Linked DNA regions of Mus musculus: regions 1, 2 and 4 are each linked to region 3. Evidence: chromatin contacts called from public HiChIP or PLAC-seq and promoter capture Hi-C data. All regions are on one chromosome and are shown on one strand. The core of a region is the stretch at or near the end of the contact, and the rest is flanking DNA. Distances in the headings are between cores, read along the strand shown.

Evidence for each region. Promoter capture Hi-C pulls out the DNA fragments that hold promoters and counts their contacts. HiChIP or PLAC-seq counts read pairs in DNA pulled down with a chosen protein or histone mark.
Region 1: a contact with region 3 is called in an H3K4me3 HiChIP or PLAC-seq map of bone marrow-derived macrophages, with 6 times the contacts expected there. The contact joins the promoter of Cmtm5 here to the promoter of Sdr39u1 in region 3. A contact is called at or near these places in 2 of 39 promoter capture datasets (cranial neural crest and pre-B cells) and 1 of 115 datasets of contacts at active chromatin or transcription factors (bone marrow-derived macrophages).
Region 2: a contact with region 3 is called in a promoter capture Hi-C map of liver, with 5 times the contacts expected there. The contact joins the promoter of Slc22a17 here to the promoter of Sdr39u1 in region 3. A contact is called at or near these places in 2 of 39 promoter capture datasets (liver and pre-B cells).
Region 4: a contact with region 3 is called in a promoter capture Hi-C map of hematopoietic stem and progenitor cells, with 4 times the contacts expected there. The contact joins the promoter of Jph4 here to the promoter of Sdr39u1 in region 3. A contact is called at or near these places in 6 of 39 promoter capture datasets (3T3-L1-derived adipocytes, the C10 cell line, embryonic stem cells and 3 more) and 3 of 484 Hi-C or Micro-C datasets (all in embryonic stem cells).

The regions. Positions count from the first base shown.
Region 1 is chr14:54,935,074-54,938,003 of GRCm38.p6, forward strand. It overlaps Cmtm5 (CKLF-like MARVEL transmembrane domain containing 5), which reads left to right and starts at 1,397. Exons shown (of 5, transcript NM_026066.2): 1 at 1,397-1,710; 2 at 2,822-2,930. The coding sequence starts at 1,585. It overlaps Il25 (interleukin 25), which reads left to right. Exons shown (of 3, transcript NM_080729.3): 3 at 31-764. The coding sequence ends at 286.
Region 2 is chr14:54,911,849-54,914,621 of GRCm38.p6, forward strand. It overlaps Slc22a17 (solute carrier family 22 (organic cation transporter), member 17), which reads right to left and starts at 1,284. Exons shown (of 10, transcript NM_001360406.1): 1 at 1,019-1,284; 2 at 394-885; 3 at 201-304. The coding sequence starts at 660.
Region 3 is chr14:55,898,658-55,901,822 of GRCm38.p6, forward strand. Sdr39u1 (short chain dehydrogenase/reductase family 39U, member 1) reads right to left here and starts at 1,575. Exons shown (of 6, transcript NM_001082975.1): 1 at 1,533-1,575; 2 at 1,157-1,263; 3 at 990-1,072; 4 at 527-648. The coding sequence starts at 1,548. Khnyn (KH and NYN domain containing) reads left to right here. Exons shown (of 8, transcript NM_027143.3): 8 at 1-123.
Region 4 is chr14:55,115,524-55,118,252 of GRCm38.p6, forward strand. It overlaps Jph4 (junctophilin 4), which reads right to left and starts at 1,412. Exons shown (of 6, transcript NM_177049.5): 1 at 468-1,412.

The DNA.
Region 1 (2,930 bases), core at 147-2,646, 960 kb before region 3:
CTTCTGGCCTAATCAGCTCTGTCCCCACAGGTTGGACAGGGACTTGAATCGGGTCCCCCAGGACCTGTACCACGCTCGATGCCTGTGCCCACACTGCGTCAGCCTACAGACAGGCTCCCACATGGACCCGCTGGGCAACTCCGTCCCACTTTACCACAACCAGACGGTCTTCTACCGGCGGCCATGCCATGGCGAGGAAGGTACCCATCGCCGCTACTGCTTGGAGCGCAGGCTCTACCGAGTCTCCTTGGCTTGTGTGTGTGTGCGGCCCCGGGTCATGGCTTAGTCATGCTCACCACCTGCCTGAGGCTGATGCCCGGTTGGGAGAGAGGGCCAGGTGTACAATCACCTTGCCAATGCGGGCCGGGTTCAAGCCCTCCAAAGCCCTACCTGAAGCAGCAGGCTCCCGGGACAAGATGGAGGACTTGGGGAGAAACTCTGACTTTTGCACTTTTTGGAAGCACTTTTGGGAAGGAGCAGGTTCCGCTTGTGCTGCTAGAGGATGCTGTTGTGGCATTTCTACTCAGGAACGGACTCCAAAGGCCTGCTGACCCTGGAAGCCATACTCCTGGCTCCTTTCCCCTGAATCCCCCAACTCCTGGCACAGGCACTTTCTCCACCTCTCCCCCTTTGCCTTTTGTTGTGTTTGTTTGTGCATGCCAACTCTGCGTGCAGCCAGGTGTAATTGCCTTGAAGGATGGTTCTGAGGTGAAAGCTGTTATCGAAAGTGAAGAGATTTATCCAAATAAACATCTGTGTTTAAAGTGGTCTTATTTGTCTTTGGCATCTGTGGTACTTGAGCATCCTTTAGTCTTCAGCTGGGTCCTTCCTTCTCCCTAGGTCCTTCTCCACTCTGCAACTTTCCCTACTTTCCTTGGGTGTCCACCACATCCACCCTTCCCCTTCCTCCTCTCCCCTCCCCTGGTCCATCCCTGAACACAAGGGTGGGGGTCACACAGCTCAACATGGAGGAGAGACAGAAGGCCATTGAGGCACTGCAGAAGGCACACAGCGCCCCCTTGTATCCCCAACAATCCTCCTTTGTCCTCTGGTTCTGGCTGCTGCAGCTTGGTCCAGCAGGGTACTGCCTGGGCTGGGCTCCAGTTCCCACCTCCCTTAAAGGAAAAGAGAGAAAGACCCAGCCAAATAAGAGGGTTAAGGTTATGGGAGGGGGCATAGACATCCCTCAGGCTTTGGTTGCTGGGGACTCCTTGCTCTGCCTGTCTCTCTCCTAACCCCCCAATTCCTCTGGTTTCTTCCCCATCTCTCCCTTTCCTTGTTCCTTCTTCCCTTCTTCAGGGTGGGTTAGGCTGGAGGAAGAGGAGGGTTAACCACCTCTCTCTCACCCCTCCCCATGCCTCCTAGGGGCCCTGCAGGCCAGGGAAGAGGCACTCTGGGCACAGCTGGGTGAAGCCCATCCGGGCAAGCCTTCCCTGGTTACTACTGCCTTTCCCCAGAGTCCTACAGCAGGCCCCTGCTTCACTTTCAGGCTCCTGTCTGCTTCTCTAACCAGATTTCTGTTTCCCTTCCTGGGCTGCTGGGAATCTGGTGAGGGAGAGTCTGTGTCCCGTGAGCCTCACAGAGATGTTCAGTGCTTGGGATCGCCGGGAACGGCCCCCAGAGGAAGGAGCAGCTGCAGGGCTCCAGGGCTTCGGAGTGGACAAGACCTTCCTGTCTTCCCTCAAAGGCATCCTGCTGGAAACTGAGCTGGTAACAGCTGCCTTCCCCAACCTCGTGCCCCCACCTCTCCCATCCCAGCCCCCTGGCATGACTCTGGGCTGGCCTCCTGTGCTCACCATTTTCCACCCCCCTTCTCAGGTTTTCTGTCGTTCCACTCACAGGCTTTACCTCCTGCAACTCCCAGCTTTCCGGCCGCTTCTCTATCTGGAGGCAGTCTTAGCATGCATCATTCACCGCAAGACGGAAGTTAGATGGAAAGATAGCTTTCGAGGATACTGAGGGAGTGAGCTGGGGTGAGGGTGGGAAGAGGAAGAGGAAGCACAGGAAGAAGGCCAGTCTGTTTCCCTCCAGCTTCTAGGAAGGCTACTTCTTTTTTTTTTTTTTTTTTTTTTTTTTTTTTTTTTTCCATTTTTTATTAGGTATTTCGCTCATTTACATTTGCAATGCTATACCAAAAGTCCCCCATAGCCACCCACCCCCTCTCCCCTACCCACCCACTCCCCTTTTATGGCCCTGGCGTTCCCCTGTACTGGGGCATATAAAGTTTGCGTGTCCAATGGGCCGGAAGGCTACTTCTTGACATGTCTAAGTTTAAGTATCCAAGAGGGCAGATCTCCGGCAGCCACACTTTATCTGTCAGTAGTGGCCCATTGCCATCTAGTCTCAGGCTTGCCCTGGTTACTGAGCAAGATCACAGTGCTCACCCAGGCTGTCGTTCCTATCTGCCGGTCTATAAGTTAGCAAGATCCTGCCTTCTAAGCCTCTCTCAGCATGGAATCTGCTCTTGGCATCTGACTTTTAGCCATCAGGAATAGGGAAAGCTTTGTAGGGCAGAGGTACTGTGGGCTGGTGTGTACCTTGTGTTCTGTGTCCCCCGGGGACTTCCCTGGGGCTCTGCGGATACCAAACTGATGGAGTTGCTGAGATTCCTGGGATAGCAGGAGTGGGAGGATGGAGATGCCCTTGATGGTCCCTGACACTAGGGATGAGTCACTTCTGTGTCTTCACTGAGAACTCTTCCTTCTCAGTGAGGCTGGGGTAGAAGTACCAGCTGAGAAGAGGAGCCCCCTAACCACAGGCAAACCATGGCCTGGCCTACGCATGTGTCTCCTCAGAAAGCTCCCCGTACTTGGTCCTGCAGGCCCTGACCTTCATCATCTTCATTTGCTTCACGGCCTCCATCTCTGCCTACATGGCTGCAGCGTTGCTAGAGTTCCTCATCACACTGGCCTTCCTCTTCCTCTGCGCCA
Region 2 (2,773 bases), core at 34-2,533, 990 kb before region 3:
GGAAGTGGGTATAGAATGTGTATTTCTTGATGGGGCGAGGAAACAGTAGTTACACAGGAGTCCAGAGGAGGCTGCCGAGGATAGACAACGGGACCATCCGCGTCCTCTTGCAAACCCAGCAGCTCAGGGTTTGTTCAAACCCTAGCTCTGTCTGCAACCCTTCTTTTTTCTATCTGCCCTACCCCCCACAACATCCTCACCTGTCCGCGGGGTAACCGAGGAACAGGTAGCCGGAGGCAAAGCCCAAGATGAAGAGGATCTGCTCCAGGATCACCTGCCAGCCCAGGTCACACACCAGATCCCACTGGGGACGTGAGAGTGGTGCAGTCGCATGAGGCAGGGTCCTCGATGCCCTGGCCCGCTCCCACTCCAGGTCCCGCCCGGCCGCCTCACCTGGCCGATGGCATTGGTGGTGAGCACGGGCAGTCCGTTATAGTCCCAGTCCTTCAGGCAGTGGTTGAAGTCTGGTGGGGCGAAGCCACTGCACGAGGGGTCCGTACTGGTGACGACTCCGCTGGCGGCGCTGGCTGCTAGGGCCGCGCCGGCGACACTGACGCCGCTGGAGTTGGGGGGCTGCTCCCAGCCCGAAGCGTTGGGGGGCAAGGCGCCGTAGTGGCAGTGCAGCGGGGGCGCCAGCGTGAAGATGGGGTCTGAGGCCATGCCCAGCGCCACGAAAAGCACGGGCAGGCAGCACAGGCCGAGCTGCAGCTGCTGGCCGCCACCCAGGGCCCCCACCTGGGCGAGCAGAGCCTCGAAGCTGAGGGGTCCCGGGGGCGCGGCCAGCGACAGGCTGCTGCCCAGCGCGTCGCCCTCCCCCTCCCGCCGGCGCTCCCGCTCACCCTGCAGCTGCTCGGGGGGGACCGCATCTCCGAGGCTCCCGACCTGCTGCGGCGAGGGGTGGGGGAGAGAAGGTGAGGCGGGGGAGGCCGCGGGCACGCGGGGACCGCGGGTGGGAGGCCGGGCGCGCAGCACGGGCGGGGAAAGGTCGCCCGAGGCCCCCCGGGGCGCAGACACTTACTCCATTGGAGCCGGGGGCGATCTCCACGGCGCTGTCGATTTTGTTGCCGCCCCCGCCATTGGGCTCGGGGGTCCCGGTGGCTACTCGGGGAGCCAGCTTGCCGACCGCTGGGGCCCTATGGGCCGCGCCGAGAGAATGAGCTGCTGTCTGGCTGGGCTAGGTGCGGAGAGCTAGGACGCAGAGGGCCGGGAGACCCCGCTCTGCAGCTCTGCAGCCGCGGGCGCCTCCTCCGTCTCTACGGTCTCTGCGCTGCTTTCCCCTCCCCTTCCTCCAGACTCTCCTCCCCTTCCCACGTCAGCAGAACCTGGGTCCAGACTGTTCGTCAGAGATAAAGGGGGGCCAAGGCCCCCCGTTGAAGGATGGGCTGGGGTCTCCATCGTTTGTTTCTTGGGAGCTGCAGGCCATTGCGGTTTAAAAAAAAAAAGTGAAGGATATAGCGGGGACAAGCGCCTGAGATGCCTCCTTATTCCAGTTCTTCCCTGTCACTCGTTCATCCTTCCATTCTCCACCCTTTCACATTAATTTTATCGATACAATTTAGTAAGTGCCTACTGTATCCCAGGCAGTGTGCGAAGGATTAAAGGATGGACAAAATGCCCTTAGAGGTGGTTTCTAGGGGAGTGTGGTTTATGCAGATGGACGAATCCGTTGGCACCCTGCTTCTGCTCTTTAGCTTCCATTCTCTTCAGGGGAACAAGTCTCTGCGTTTCCCCACACCGAACTCGGTTGGATCACCATTTTCCAGCAACGTTTGGCACTGCTGACCACCTTCTAACCTTCCTCCCTTGACTGCCAAGTCTCACCTTGTGGCTTTTTTCTCCTGTCCATTTTCTCCATGGCAGTCACATGTTCCTTCTCCTGTTCAGCGTTATGTGTACCTTACCATCTCATGCCTTTACCTCCGCACTATTTGTATTAGACACCGTCGACCCAGACAAGACACAACTGCTTCCTGTTCCCACCTCTTCTTAGAGTCCCAAGTCGGTGAAGCAACCTCTTGGGAGCCCACATAAGCGTGAATGTCTCATAGAGGCCTCAAGAGAACAATCATGCAACACCCTCTCCATTAATCTGGGTATCTTCGAATGCTTCCCTCTTTGAAACAACGGTGCCTTCACCATCCACCGATGGTGAGGTCCGATGTTCGGTGTGTGCCCTTGGAATGCCTTCATCTCATGTCAAGACCCTTATAAAACTCTTCCTACTCTGCTACTCCACAGTCCTCTCACTCAGGGTGGACTGACTGGTGTGCAGAGGCCACTCTGCTTCTCTCCATGTTACTTGTGATGCAGATGGATCCATCTTTTTTTTTTATAATGCAGATGTTTCATTTTTTTAAAAATGTATTACTGTGCAAGTACATGATGCGTGTGTGTAGGTATGCAGGCCATGCTGTGTTTGTTGGAGGTCAGAGGCTAACTTGACAGTTCCTGTCTTCCATCTTTTCAAGGGTTCTGGAGAAAAGAGTGATTTCCAGGCCTGTATGGTGAACCACCTTGTCAGAACTCCAAATGAAGGTCTGATTTGGTCTCTTTCTTGCTCAACTGCCTTCAATAACTTCTCTTTCCAAGAAAAATACTCTAGACAATGCCACACCTGGGCCGACATGCCAGGTCACATGATCTCTACATGCCTGGTCACATGCTCTCTGTAGCCACATTCCACCCTCCCCACACTCTTCACTCCGACCACCTGGCTGGCCCTCTTTATTTTCCCAGCATCCGAGGGCCTTTGCAGGAGCTGGTTCCTAGGCCA
Region 3 (3,165 bases), core at 325-2,824:
TGTGACTTTTTTTTTTTTTGGCAAGTTACTTCTCCGTATGAAAAAAATCTGCATCCTCAGTATGGGAGTAACTGTACCTACCTCATAAAGTTGTAAGGATTAAATAATATGTATATAATAGTATGGTGGCTACTACTCATTTTAATTGTTTGCAATTGTGTGGTCTCAAAGGAGACACAACAAAGGGAGCTCTTCATAAAGAACTGCAGTGCAAAAAAGCAAGGGGTGTGGGAGTGGGGAGATGCCTTCTGTGCGCACTAGGACCCGTACCACACCTCTTTCTCTGAGGGCTCCCAATAAAGGCTCTCTAGCCAAGTACCCCACACCCCCATTCTGCCTTTCCACACCCATAAAGACCAGACTGTGACAGTACAGATCTGGGTCAGGAAGAACCTGCAAGGCTGGAGGCCTAGGCAGTGACCCTGGGAAGGACCTGTGATTCGGGTGCAAGCCCCAAGTGCCTCAACTGCTTGCTCTGTTCTCCCTGGCTCCGTTAATGTAAGAGGCTGGTGATTTGGGAGCGTACCTACACCTGTGACTAGAATCCAAGCCTGAGGTGGGTGCGCAGTTTCGGTGATGGCTTTGGCTAGCAAGTGGGTAGTATCCAAGCGGCTCGTAAGAACCTCTTTTTGGAAGGTTTCATTCCATCTGCAGAGAAAATGAAAGAAAAGGTCAAAAGTGCAGACATGCACCTAGACCATATCCTCCCCACTCATCCGGCTCCCCTCCCAGTAAGTCTGTTGTCCTAAGCCTGTCTTAATGCATAGCTCGGGGTGGCTAAGAAGATAGGACTCTCTCCCCCGGCCCCCAATAGGCATGGGCTATATCTCTTTATCCACAACACTGGGCTTTAGTAGACGCTGATATATAACAGGCTCCAAAGGCTTAAGGGGACACTTGCACAAGTTTATGTCTACCATGCACGGGTCACAGGCATCGACCCTCTCTCCCCCCTGTACAGGTGATAACTGCTTTATGGCCCTGTTGACCTTCGCAGAGGGTTGAGGATATTCTCTCCAGCCAGGTTGATGACAACATCGCAGAGGGGCAGCCCCGACTCACTGAGTTCACTCTGTGGGAGAAAGTACAGTGCCGGCTGGTACTGTCCTTCCCGCGCAAATTGCCCTCCCACCCACCTTCCAGAAGCTCGACCTACCCACGTGATTCGACCCGGGCCAGGCTGTCTGGAGACCAATTTAACTTCGTGGCCCCTGCCTCTCAGCAGCTGGGTTACGGCTGTCCCAATGAATCCCGTCCCGCCACCTGATGGGGGAGCACAAACTGTTTACTCAGCGGGGTGGCGGTAGGTCATCTGCTGGCGGCCCCTTTGGGTGCGGTCCCCATCTGACATCAGGCCTCTCCAACCCACCCCGCGATGCAGAGGTGACAAAAGTCACAGGGTCGCACAGATTCAGCTTTTGGGGCTGGGAAACCAAGGCTAGGTTGCCTGCTTAGGAGACTGCACCCTGTGGGCCTGTTTTCTCAGCTCTCGGCTACAGCCTAAGCCGGCCCGCCACTCTGCCCTCCCTCACCTACAAGCACCCGCATAGCGACAGGGAGCTAGCACGCCTGCGCGAGATTTAAACACCGGACGCGACTACGAGCCTCACCTCACGCGAATCTCAGTACTAGGTGTGCCCCACCCTCCCCCGACCCGGAAGGAGTTATAGTAATAGCGAAGGACCATAAATTTCTCTGGGAAGAGGGGTGGATGACGCAAAAGAGATGGAGGACGAAGTGCAGAAAGGATCCGCTCCTAAAGAACAACTCTAGACCGCGAAGCGCTGGGCGTGGGGAGGGGGCGGGCACTGTGGAATTCTTCTTCATCTTTTCTCACTGTTCTGCCTCCTTCTGTCAGGACTCGAGGGTGTCAGAGTTTCTTCTCCAGTTCATGTGCGCACTCTTGTCCTTGCTTCCGCAGCTAAGGCTCTCACAAGCGTGCATCCCACCCGTGCCCTGCTTCCCAGTTCATCCGTTTCAGGGCCCTCCAGGAACACATAGTTCACCAAGTCTAATGCCCAGTTGTAGATCATTTTGATTGATCGCCCAGCCAAAATTACTGTTCTTTCTCCCTTCCTTTTAGAAATGATAGGCATTTCTCTACCGCTGGTGAAATGAGCCGATTCAAGCCAGACTAGTTTACATTAAAGGCAGGTTTATTGGGAGTTAACTGGCCCCAAGGATTAAGGCCAGGGGACTCACCATGGAGAGGAGTGGGGGAGAGGAGAAAGAGAGAAAGGGCGACCGAGCAGAGAGAGACACGGGGTGGGAGAAGGAGAGATGGGGGAGGGGGTAGGGAGAGAGCACAAAATGTCTGAATTTTATAGGGAAGAGCCTCTTGAGGAAGGGCAGCCAGGCCCCTGGTCTGGAAACTTCAAGGTTGGAGGCAAGGTATGCCAGGTAGGGTCTGAGGGATGATGGGAGAATCTGGAGGCCATGTCTGCTTTGTAAACATGTAAAAATGTAAAATATTTGCCTCAGTCCCTGGGCATAATCCTGGTCTGAAACCAAACAAGAAACGCTGCATTTTTGCCTTGAGTAGAAACCACACTGTCTTCTGGGACTTTAAGAACCAAGTTTGGTGTCTGGTGCATATCCTTTCCCACTGAGGCCAGACAAGGCTGCCAAGCTAGAAAAACATATCCCACACACAGGCAACAGCCTTTGGGATAGCCCCCACTCCAGTTATGTGGGACCCACAGGAAGACCAAGCTGTACATCTGCTACCTATGTGCAGGGAGGACTAGGTCCAGCCCATGTATGTTCTTTGGTGGTAGTTAAGTCTCTGAGAGCCCCAAAGGTCCAGGTTAGTTGATTCGATTGGTCTTCCTGTGAAGTTGCTATCCCCTTAGGGGCTGCAATTCTTCCTCACATTCTTCCATAAGAGTCCCCAGCTCCATCTACTGTTTGGCTGTGGGTGTCTTTATCTGTCTGAGTCATCTGCTGGGTGGAGACTCTCAGAGGACAGCCATGCTAGACTCCTGTCTGCAAGCATAACAGAGTATCAATAGTGTCAGGGATTGGTGCTTGCCCATGGTATGTGTCTCAAGTTGGGCCAGTTACTGATTGGCTGTTCTCTCAATCTCTGCTCCATCCCCAATCTCTACATTTCTTTTTTTTTTTTTTTTTTTTTTTAAAGATTTATTTATTTATTATATGTAAGTA
Region 4 (2,729 bases), core at 162-2,661, 780 kb before region 3:
CCGGTAGCTTTAGGGCATCAGCACCGCCCTCCAGCCCTCCTCCCATCCCCCCTAGGCAGCATCTTTTAGCAGCTCCCAAGCGGTGAGGGCAAGGGGGCTTTCCCATCCCTCCCAACTTGTAGAGGGCGCCTCCCGGGACTTGGGGTCCCAGCGCTGATCCCGAGTCCTACTTTTCCAACCCAGAACCCCAGAGTGTGGAGCGTGGATGGCAGTTGGAGGTGGGGGACCTGGGAGGGGCCAGGGCAGGGTCTTCCGACACCTGCTTTCCTGGCGATTTGGACCCCTCTGCCTGGATTCTTTGGCTCCGCTAGCAAACCCGGGTGCGGGGGAGGCAAGGGGGTAAAAATGTAGCTAGCTAGAAAGCCGGCCCCAGGTGGGCCGATGGTAGAATGGGGATGTTGGGGGTGGGGTGGGGGATGAGGGTAGGGATGGGCAGACTGGCGAAAGGGAGGGGACAGGTTACTCACCATGTGTGCTGGGGCTCAGGCTGCCTCCCAGGCGCAGTTTCCATGGCAGGGTCCCTCCACTCACACCTCACCAGGACAAGCCAAGCCCCCTTCCCTTCCGGAGAGACTGCTACAACCCAGAGAAGGAAGGTGGGGGAGCTATGGGAGAGTCCCTTTTCCTCGGCTGAAGGTGCAGGCTAGTGTGGGGGGTGAGGTAGTGGCAGGGTGGAGGGGATGAGAATAAGTGTAGGGGGAAAAAAATCTGTCTTGAACGGAGACAGCGAAGAGGAGCTGGGGGCTGGATGGGAAAGGGGAGGGGGCTATCAAGAAGGGGTGTTTTTATTTTTTTCTTCTTATGGTTGGGAGAGGAAAAAAAAAATCAAAATTCCAATTCCATCCCAGCACAAATCAATGTTTGCTCCAAACCCAGCATCAAGGGGGAGGCTGGGCCAGGCAGATTTAAAGGGGCAGAGAGAAGCGGAGAGGAGAGGGTGGGGAGAGAGTCAGTGGCAGTGGGGGTGGTGCGAGGATGCTCAGGCAGAAAAAAAGGGGGTTCGCTACCCCTGAGGTGAGGGAGAAGGCAGGCGGAGAGGAGAATGGAAGGCTCAGAGACCCCCACGGTGGAAAGAAACCGTGGCATGCAGGCAGGGAGTGGAGTGAGGTGGAGGGAGGGGAGGGGAGAGGAGCTAGGGGGAGGAGTCTTAAGATGGGGAGGCAGGGGGAGGCCAGAGCCAGGCGGGGGAGGAGAGATGCTGGGGAGACCGGGAGTGCGAGAGGAATACAAAGAATGAGGTGCAGGGGTGAGAGCTATGGCAGGGGGAGATATAGCCGGCATGGGAGATGGCGAGGGAGACCCATTCCAGGACTCTTGAGAGATAGCTAGGGAGAGAAGTCAAGGGTGGAGGGAAGGAGGGGAGCAGAATCACATAGGGAGAAGAAGAGAGCGAAATAAGGCTCGCGACGAGCGGGAGAAAGCTCTGCAGAGAAAGGGCAGGCATGAGAATAGAAATCCCGGCAGGAAGAGCCCACATGGAGACAGGAGGTCCGGAAGTGGTGTTTATGAGGACCCTGGGGAGAGGGATGAACCTGCCAGCTGCTTGGCCGGAAGCCAGGAGGCATTTGAACGTGGATACCTCTGCCCATTCAGCTCAAACTCCTCCACCAGACAGCGCCCACCCTGTCACAGTTTTAGAGGTAGCTTGAGATGGGGCCCTGTCTGGAGGCCCCACTAAGCTAATGCACACAATATTCCGCGGACACCAACAGTTTGTCTAGGATGGGCCCTCTGAAGGGAGTGTTGGTATGTTCATTAAGGGGGCTCAAATTTGAGGAGGCCACCAAGATCTTAGGGCTCTGGAGTCTTCTCTTTCACAACACAGCAAATTACACAAGTTTGCTTGAGCAGGCTTTTGCTGTGGCCCCTTAAGCCCATCATCGACCTCTTCGAGTCCACTCTCCAGATTGACAGCACAAGTAGACCACACAGGTATTCACGTACTGCATTCCCTCCCTTCTCAGCTTCCTCTGGCCTGCCCCTGCGTGTTTACAGGGAAGGAGGCACCAGTGTGCTCAATTGCCTTTCTTTCCCCATAGGACCTAGTCCCCGCTGCCCACCCCTCATCCCCACACCTGATTTAAAGAGATCCAGAGCCCCGAGGGGGAAGTCATTCACCAAGGGGCACACTGGCAAAGTTGGCAAAGCTAGAAGTAGAACACTAAACGCAGACTTTTATTTTTGTTGGTGTTGGGAACGGAATTCTGGTTCTTGGGATAAAGCGCGTGCTCTATCACTGGGCTCTAGCTGGCAGCTTGGTGTCTTTCGAGCCCTTCAGTTCTTCCAGATGTCTGTGCTTGGGAGCATCCCCTAAAGTCAGGGTTACATTGGGTACTTTGGTAAAATAAAGAGTATGAAGATCGAAATAAACAGGGATTTCTCTTGTACACACACACACAGGCACATGTGTGTGCATACTACACACTATGTATATATTAGTGGGGTGGTGGTGTGTGCATGTGTCAGAGAGAGAGAGAGAGAGAGAGAGAGAGAGAGAGAGAGAGAGAGATATCAGAGGAAGTCCTTGTCTTCTGTCTTGTTGAGATAGCTCTTGTCTCCTCTGTGTAATGTACTCCAGGCTAGTTGGCCTGATCCTCTTGTGGACTCCCATCTTTCCTTAGGAGTGCTAGGCTTAGATGTGGGCCACTGCATCTGGCTTCTCACCTAGGATCCATGGATTGAGCTCAGGCTGTAGGCTTGTGTGTCTGCTGAGCTATATCCCTAAATCA